Linked DNA regions of Mus musculus: all the other regions are linked to region 3. A link is a contact called in public HiCAR-type and promoter capture Hi-C data. All regions are on one chromosome and are shown on one strand. The core of a region is the stretch at or near the end of the contact, and the rest is flanking DNA. Distances in the headings are between cores, read along the strand shown. Region 1 holds the start of Strip1 (striatin interacting protein 1). Region 2 holds the start of Kcna3 (potassium voltage-gated channel, shaker-related subfamily, member 3). Region 3 holds the start of Mov10 (Mov10 RISC complex RNA helicase).

What was found. Promoter capture Hi-C pulls out the DNA fragments that hold promoters and counts their contacts. HiCAR-type assays count read pairs that join an accessible place to other places.
Region 1: a contact with region 3 is called in a promoter capture Hi-C map of liver, with 4 times the contacts expected there. The contact joins the promoter of Strip1 here to the promoter of Mov10 in region 3. A contact is called at or near these places in 2 of 39 promoter capture datasets (hippocampal neurons and liver).
Region 2: a contact with region 3 is called in a HiCAR-type map of astrocytes, with 4 times the contacts expected there. The contact joins the promoter of Kcna3 here to the promoter of Mov10 in region 3. A contact is called at or near these places in 1 of 39 promoter capture datasets (pre-B cells) and 1 of 115 datasets of contacts at active chromatin or transcription factors (astrocytes).

The regions. Positions count from the first base shown.
Region 1 is chr3:107,630,331-107,633,030 of GRCm38.p6, forward strand. Strip1 (striatin interacting protein 1) reads right to left here and starts at 1,380. Exons shown (of 21, transcript NM_153563.2): 1 at 1,171-1,380. The coding sequence starts at 1,350. It overlaps Gm10961 (a long non-coding RNA gene), which reads left to right and starts at 1,271. Exons shown (of 3, transcript XR_375960.3): 1 at 1,271-1,672; 2 at 2,597-2,700.
Region 2 is chr3:107,034,711-107,037,625 of GRCm38.p6, forward strand. It overlaps Kcna3 (potassium voltage-gated channel, shaker-related subfamily, member 3), which reads left to right and starts at 1,452. Exons shown (of 1, transcript NM_008418.2): 1 at 1,452-2,915. The coding sequence starts at 1,713.
Region 3 is chr3:104,817,026-104,819,725 of GRCm38.p6, forward strand. It overlaps Mov10 (Mov10 RISC complex RNA helicase), which reads right to left and starts at 1,280. Exons shown (of 20, transcript NM_008619.2): 1 at 911-1,280. The coding sequence starts at 1,047.

The DNA of each region.
Region 1 (2,700 bases), core at 130-2,629, 2.8 Mb after region 3:
TGGACAAGTCTGGTCATTAAAGGTCTTACAAACTTAACTTCCATACTCCTTCGTACTTAAGAGATCACTGAGAAGTAGCCACTGATCACCCATCATTCCACAACAAAAGGCTCCTAAAAGGTCCATCTTTTTCAAAAAAGCCACTCTAAACTCATCCTCTCAACTCTGGGCTTGTTCCTTTGTGACATAAGTTATCAGAATTTGAGCCTGCGACAACAACAAAATGTTTGGAGGGAACTGATTTCTTAGGCTTAAAGACACTATCTTTAGTATCTGGTACTAGCTGAAGCATCAAATTTGAATTTGAGGAATTCCCTCTCGGTAAGTGCCTGGCTGTTCATCACACTGGAAGTTGTCTCAGGTGGAGGAGATTGCGTAGTAAGCGCTCTGGGAATGAATGTGCTGATGAGGAAGCCCTGAAATGCTGCGACGAGACGGGTGTGTGTTCATTCATGAATTCTGCAAACGGAAGCAGTGGGAGGAATTTTAACTTGGGGCGAGGTGAATAGCTCCAGACAGCGCGGGCAAAGGGAATCGCAGCTCACTAGCAAGGAGGAGAATCCGGCGCCCTTTGTGTACTTCTGATCCCTTCACAGCTCAGCAACTGGGCTCACTGGGCATGCAAAAATACTTGGCAATGTCTGGCCGCGGTTTGATCCAGCGCTGACTAAAATTCGGAGGGAAGCCACAATGTGCTCTCTCTGCTACTCACACAACCTGGGGCCGGCCAAGCAGCACTAGAGAGAGAAGCCCTGTTCTAAGCGCCCGCTAAACTCTCCTGGGTCCCTTCGCTGCCAACTGGCGTGGCCCACCACCCTGCTAAGATCAGAGGCCGGAAAGGATGAGGGGCTAACCAGCCAGCAGACCACCGATTTTGCACCCCAGGAGGGCTGTGCCTCAGGCCACGCCCCCGGGGGCGACCGGCCATCCCCGGCTCGGGGACCTTCTTCCCCCGGCCGCAGCAGAGTTGGTGACAGGGCTCCGGGCTTTCCTCCCCGGGGCTGTGGCGGCTGCCAGCCTAGCTAACTGCACGGTTCCCGGTAAAGTGACAGCTCCCAGGGTCCCTGTCAAGCCGTCGGGAAGCCCGGCTGGGCCCGGATGCCGCCCCGGTCTCCCGGGACCCCCTCTGTCACCCGCCCGGTGCCAGCCTCGCCCCCCTGCAGCTCTGACCTCCGAGTCTTTGCGCTGGTTGCGGTTGAACTCGCGGGCTTTGCCCCCCGGCAGGAGGCCTCCGGCGGCCCTCGGCGCCCCAGGAGGAGGCTGCGCGGTGGCAGGCGGCGGAGGAGGTGGCGGCTGCGGCTGCTTGTTGTTCACAATCAGAGGGCCGGGACCGGCGGCTGCCGGCTCCATCTTGGCTGCTCCACACCCCCGGCTCAATTCGCGGACGGCCTCCCGTCAGGCAACTCTCGCGTGATTTCCTCCAGGAAATTTCCCCAATCGCCATATTCAGTGTGGCTGCGTGTGTCGAAAGCCGCAACTGCCAATCACCTCCCAAGGTCTTTCCTGGCTTTGTCATTTAGTTTCCCCTCCCTCCTTCCCGTGGAACTAAGCCGGAGACGTGCGGCTGGGCTCGCAGGAATCCCTTTAGATGTCTTTTTTATCCATGAGACTTAACACTTTAATTCGTTGTCTATCATCGCTTTGCCTGTCTTTAGAGCCCTCCCTGTTCAAGGTGAGGCAGGATGAAAGGGGAAATTAGGGAGACATCATTAAAGAAAGCAATTCCTGACTCATGGGTCTAGTTGACACGTTTTCCTAGCAAAGAATTTCTGTACAATTAACAACTGGTTGTGGCTTTTCTCTAACCTTCCAGCTGAAAAACCTCCAAGTCAGTAGGACTCTGTAAGAAACACCTTGTGCAACCCTGGGGACTCCTGGTTTTACTTATCAGATTATAACTCCATCCAAGACACCTCTGGAGCCACGTTAATAATCTCACTTATCAAAACAGGGGAAAAAGCCGGGCGTTGGTGGCGCACGCCTTTAATCCCAGCACTTGGGAGTCAGAGGCAGGCAGATTTCTGAGTTCGAGGCCAGCCTGGTTTACAAAGTGAGTTCCGGGACAGCCAGGACTATACAGAGAAACCCTGTCTTGAACTTGAAGTGAAGAGAGACAGAGAGAGAGAGAGACAGAGAAAGAGAGAGAGAGAGAGAGAGAGAGAGAGAGAGAGAGAGAGAGAGAGAGAGAGAGAGAGACTCTTGGGGGCTAAGGATAACAGTATGAAGTTGTATCTGTCCTCAAGCCACTGACAAATACTTTTAAGGATATAATAATGAACAAAAATAGGATTCTAGTCTTCGTGGAGTTTACATTCACATGGGGGAGATAAACAAATGAATAAATAAAACTGAAATTGAAAATATAACAGAGAAATCATGGGGAAATGAGGGTGTGTTTAATAATCCCTTAGAAGTGGCTCTTGCTTTTCTGCCTTCATTTTGTAGCTGTCTCGTTTACTCTGAATTACCTGCTCACATCTGTATTGACTCAAAGAGCAATCATCCAAAAATGGTGGCCTCTCACCTCATTCTCCGTCACGTCTGAGTGCCAAACACATAGGAGTAACCAAGATGGTTTTAATGTTACTTTTTACAGTGTCCTCCTCCAGAAACCTCCCTCCCCAAGAAGCAGGTACAAGACTCTTGGTCACTGGCCTCAACCCTCTAGACATCAGGAGTGGCAAAGCCTCACAGAACACA
Region 2 (2,915 bases), core at 202-2,701, 2.2 Mb after region 3:
GTAGGGTGATTGGACTGCTGGCTCAGCTCTCCCTCGCTCCCCAGCCCAGGAATCACAATAGGGTCCTGAACTCAAAAGAAGAAATATCTCCCCAGAGCAGACAGAAATAAATACAAAGCATCACTTGTTGCAGAATTCAGTACAACAAACAAATGCTGAGATCCCAGGATTTCCAAGTTGCTAACAACAGAAGTTGGGCAAGCCCTCTTTATCATAGTTTAGTAGTTGGGAGAGGGGGTAAGAAAAACATGACGACAGATCACTCTTACATCAAACTGAATTTTCAGCTAACTTCATGGAATGAGTGAATGTCTAGACAATAGTTCCTCTTTTGCAAACGATTGCAATGATTCAAGGGGGTAACAGAATTTTGTAACTCTGGTACTTATACTTGGGGTAGCTAAATGTCTGGGAACAGAAATTATGTTTAAAGCAACCAGCACAATTTAGAGAAACAGTTTAAGGGAGATAATATTTTCTGTAGGCCCATATCAAGCAAGAGAGGCACAATCTGCAAAATGAAGGCTTTCCCACATTAACAGCTAAAATACACTTTCTCGAGTTCCCTACTGCAAGGGCAGGTATCATTGTGTTAATTAAACGCTAGGTATTGGGCCTGTTCGTCACACAGTAAGGTGTGGTGAATTTTCTTTACCATTCCCTCTTATTTTTTTCCACTGCCCTCACTAATCCCAACCAGAAACTTGCCCCTGATTCTGCCCGCACTGAGCTAACCATTATAAAAATGAGGTCTCCAGATGCCTTTAAGGACCCTCTTTTTAGACTGCTGGGAAGACTTGAGACCCCATGTTACCCATTAACCCATTGCTTCCTGTCCAAAAATATCGTTTACTGCACCAACACCCAGGTTTTAGCATTATTCTACCCCTCTAAATCCGGATGCTGGCCCCAGACTATCCTATCCTGCACTAGCCCAGACAACCTAGCCTGCAGCCCCTCCTCCCAAGACATTCAGGGTCTGGATGCCTGGATGCCTCCTTTGCTTGGGACTTTTTGTTACCTACTCTAGTGGAACTTGCCCTTCTTGGCAAAGTGTCAAGGGCCAGGAGGCCTCCCTTCGAGGGATGAGGTGTGGTCCTTGCGTGGGTATAACAGCCCTGAGATTAGGTCTCGACCACGCGCGGGAAGGGAACGCGCGCTGACCAGGAGCGAGCAAGCAGAGCCCAGGAACGAGGTCAGGCGGCCGGGTTCCTCCAAGGCCAGCGTGGCTGGGTAGGGGTTCCGCGGAGTCTGGGGAGTGGGGTGCAAGTTGGCGGCGATCCAGTGACAAAGAAGGTCGAGGAACAAGGGTGGCAAGCGGGAAGCGGAGCGCGCGCGCGCGGTGGGCGGGAAACCCGGGGGCGGTGGCAGAGAGGCGGGCGCGCGCCCCGCGGGGAGGGGTGCGGAGGAGGGAGGAGGAGGCGTCTGGACCGTGCAGCCCCGCGGGCCGCGCCAGCCCAGACAGAGCCTCGCGGCAGCCGCAGCAACAGGCGGCGGGGCCGGGCTCGTAGGGCAGAGGCGGCGGTGGGGCGGGGAGCTCCAGGAGGAGCGACTCGGGCCGGCAGCCGCCAGCAGGGAAGGAAAGCACCGCCGCCTCCCGCGCTCGACCGCCGCAGCCCTCCACCCATCACCGCGCCCACCCTGCACCGGACCCCGCAGGAGGCGGCGCGCGCATCCTGCAGAGCCCCGGCCACGCCGAGCTGCCGCCAGACATGACCGTGGTGCCCGGGGACCACCTGCTGGAGCCAGAGGCGGCGGGAGGCGGTGGCGGGGACCCGCCTCAGGGAGGCTGTGGCAGTGGCGGCGGCGGTGGCGGCTGCGACCGCTACGAGCCACTGCCACCCGCGCTGCCCGCCGCGGGCGAGCAAGATTGCTGCGGCGAGCGTGTGGTCATCAACATCTCTGGGCTGCGCTTCGAGACGCAGCTCAAGACCCTCTGCCAGTTCCCCGAGACACTGCTGGGCGACCCCAAGCGGCGCATGCGGTACTTTGACCCACTCCGCAATGAGTACTTCTTCGACCGCAACCGACCCAGCTTCGACGCCATCCTCTACTACTACCAGTCCGGGGGCCGCATTCGCCGGCCGGTCAACGTGCCCATCGACATCTTCTCCGAGGAGATCCGCTTTTACCAGCTGGGTGAGGAGGCCATGGAAAAGTTCCGTGAGGATGAGGGCTTCCTGCGGGAGGAGGAGCGACCCCTGCCCCGCCGTGACTTCCAGCGCCAGGTGTGGCTGCTCTTCGAATATCCGGAGAGCTCCGGGCCGGCCCGGGGCATTGCCATTGTGTCAGTGCTGGTCATTCTCATCTCCATTGTCATCTTCTGCTTGGAGACGCTTCCCGAGTTTCGCGATGAGAAAGACTATCCCGCCTCCCCGTCGCAGGACGTGTTTGAGGCTGCCAACAACAGCACGTCGGGGGCCCCTTCTGGAGCCTCCAGCTTCTCGGACCCCTTCTTCGTGGTGGAGACCTTGTGCATCATCTGGTTCTCCTTTGAGCTTCTGGTGCGGTTCTTTGCTTGCCCCAGTAAAGCCACCTTCTCCAGAAATATCATGAACTTGATAGACATTGTGGCCATCATTCCTTATTTTATCACTCTGGGCACTGAGCTGGCTGAACGACAAGGTAATGGGCAGCAGGCCATGTCGCTGGCCATCCTGAGAGTCATCCGCCTAGTAAGGGTTTTCCGCATCTTCAAGCTCTCCCGCCATTCTAAGGGGCTGCAGATCCTAGGACAGACGCTGAAGGCTTCCATGCGGGAGCTGGGGCTGCTCATATTCTTCCTCTTCATTGGGGTCATCCTTTTCTCCAGTGCAGTCTACTTTGCTGAGGCAGACGACCCTTCTTCGGGTTTTAACAGTATCCCGGATGCCTTCTGGTGGGCAGTAGTAACCATGACAACTGTTGGTTATGGT
Region 3 (2,700 bases), core at 30-2,529:
AGAAGCCACTCAACCCTTTTAATGTTCCTTTTAAGACATGTTCATGAATAACAGTAATATTCTGGTTAACGCGGACTCCTACCTTCTCCCCTAGCCTCAAGCTACACTATCATTATTAATTCCGTCTAAAACTCGCCCCAAATCACGTAACAGCAGCCATATCTCACCCATACTAGCATTTTGGTCAGTTGCAAGGCAAATCTCTCAAAATCTGTTAAGGCCCAATCCCATTCCCCTGCTTACTAGTGCACCTCTTTACACTCATCCCAGCTAAATTGCTTCTCCGGCTTCCATCCATAGCAGCAGCCTGTTGCTAGAGGTGTTCGTCTATGGTTTGACAGAAGTCTCTTTGATTTTTTTACTTGGGTGGTAACAGGAAAAGGAAACCAAATATCTTCAGCCATAGGGAAAAGGGGCCTCTAGGAGGCTGTCCCTGGCCCCGAGTCTCCATGGAGAAGCCACAGGTGCTAAGGGAGGTTTGATTGCCTACGCAGTTTGTGTTCTTTTCTCCCTAAAGCTCCCCGAGATTCTCCCGCCTACCCTGGGCCTCTTCAGCTCTCCCGCAGCGTGGACCCTGCAGGCAGTCCTCCCTTAACAAGGGGGCGGGGATCCCCGCTTGGCCCGCGCCTGCAGCGCCTTCCCTGTGGGACTCCCCTCCCCCACCATCGAGCCCCGACCACCGCGAGCCGCGCGTGGGCACCGACCCCTCCCCGCCGGGCTGGGCTGTGCAGAGCGGGCGGGCTACGGGTGGCGCTGGCTGGGCGTGGGCAGACGACGGAGTAGGTCTGCCAGGACCGGACCGGCCTGATCGGCCCCGGGCTGCATCCCTGTGCACCCGCGGCGGGAAGGTGGCCCCACCACCCGGGGCGCTGGCCCCGCGTCTTGGGGCCCGTGGTGGGCCGGCCCGTACCTGGGCTTGAAGTCGTGGTTGTAAATCGTCCGCAGCCGCTCACGATCTGTCTCCAGGTCCAGTCCACGTTCGGCCAGAAAACTCTCGAACCTCTGGCCGGTCTCCCGGAGCTTTCGGCAGCTGAACTTGCTAGGCATCGCGGCGGCGGCGGCTGCGGCCCAGGCAGGAGGGTCCGCGGAAATGAAACTGAAAGTCGCCGCCGCGGTTTAGAGTTGGCTGGTCTGGGGTGAGGGTGCAAAGGGGAAAAGCCCCCTACCTCTGACGTCTGCTCCGGCCAGCCACCTTCTCCCCGACTGCCTCCCCTCCTCCGTCCTTCTCCTACCTGAGCCTTCCTTTCGGTCTCTTCGTCCTATCCCCTCCCCCCCTTCACATTAACTCTTTCCTAAGGAGTCTGACCCCTCCCTCAGGGCCCTCCCCTTACCCCGAGCTCCCTCCCCTGGCAGCGAGCCAGGATCCGAACGTGGATATCGCCTGGGGCCCCCTAAACAGCCCGGAGGACCTTGGAGCCTCAGCTAGGGCTACTCCCACGCCCACTCTCCAGAGCCTCGGGACATAGAAAAGCTGCAGAGCAAAGGGCAGAGCCCCGGACATGGGTCGGCTGCAGCTGGACTGGGGCCGCTCGTCCAGCACCTCCCCCAGACTGCCAGGGACATAAACCAGTACGGAAGCGAGCGGCACGCCCCCTCCCCCATTCCCTCCCTCCTCTGGCTTTCTGATACAGAGGAAGGCAGAAGTCAAAGTTGTGTGTGTGTGTGTGTGTGTGTGGGGAATGGATGGAGGGAGAGCAAGTGTCTCTATAGATAAAGGGGTGTGCGTGTGGGAGAGAGGGACAAGAGCTTCTGCCAAGACCCAGTCCTTGCTTTTCTGGGTCACACAGGCTTCATAATACTTCAAGGTTGGAGATTCTTGCTCTTGAGCTATGCATTTGGGCACTCGGTTTGTGTTACTCTTCACTACTTATTGGCAGTAAATCATGATTGCCCAGCCAGTCAAAAAAACATTAGCACCTAGAGAGCCAGGCGTGCTAGGCAATAAATGGTTAACACTGACAACATTAGTACCAGGAAAAGAAGTAGACCAATATGCTTAGGCAAACTAAGGGGTGGGGCTACTATAACAACAAATGTAAAACAAGCCTTCTGCACCTATTTATCCCCTGGAATGAAACTAAAAAACAAAAACAAAACCCAAAACAAACAAACCCCATACACACTACAATGAGAAAGTGAGAAAGGCTTAATCTACCAGAATTCCACATGTATCAAAGTTACTGTTCTCCAAGGTTCCTTATAGGCAGCAACAGTCTAACCCAGGGTAGGGAATGCCCTGAACAGGGTCAAGTTCCCCCTTGGTTAACTACTCCTAAGCCAAGAGTATGCTATGCAGTCAGGAATGGAGACTACAGGAACAGGGAAATCTTACGTCCTAGAAATTGATGTAAACTCGAGGGAAAAACTAGGAGTAGCCAGATGCTTAACACCTCCAGACCTTCCCATCCACTTTATATGATGCAGGCTCAGAGAAGATAATAGACTTCTAAAAAGTACTGTTGTTTTGGGGCACAGTGGTCCAAGCCTGTAATCCCACTTCTTGAGAGTCTGAGGAAGGTCTACTAAGAGTCTGAGCCACTTTGGGTTACACAGCAGGACAGTCTCAAAAACAAAATTGCTATTCTTTATCATTTCAAAATCCTACAAATACACCTATGATGAGCACAATAAAAGTGCCTTTTAGACATACAGAAATAGCTTAGTTAGGAATCCCAATGCACCCAAGGCTACACTTGATAA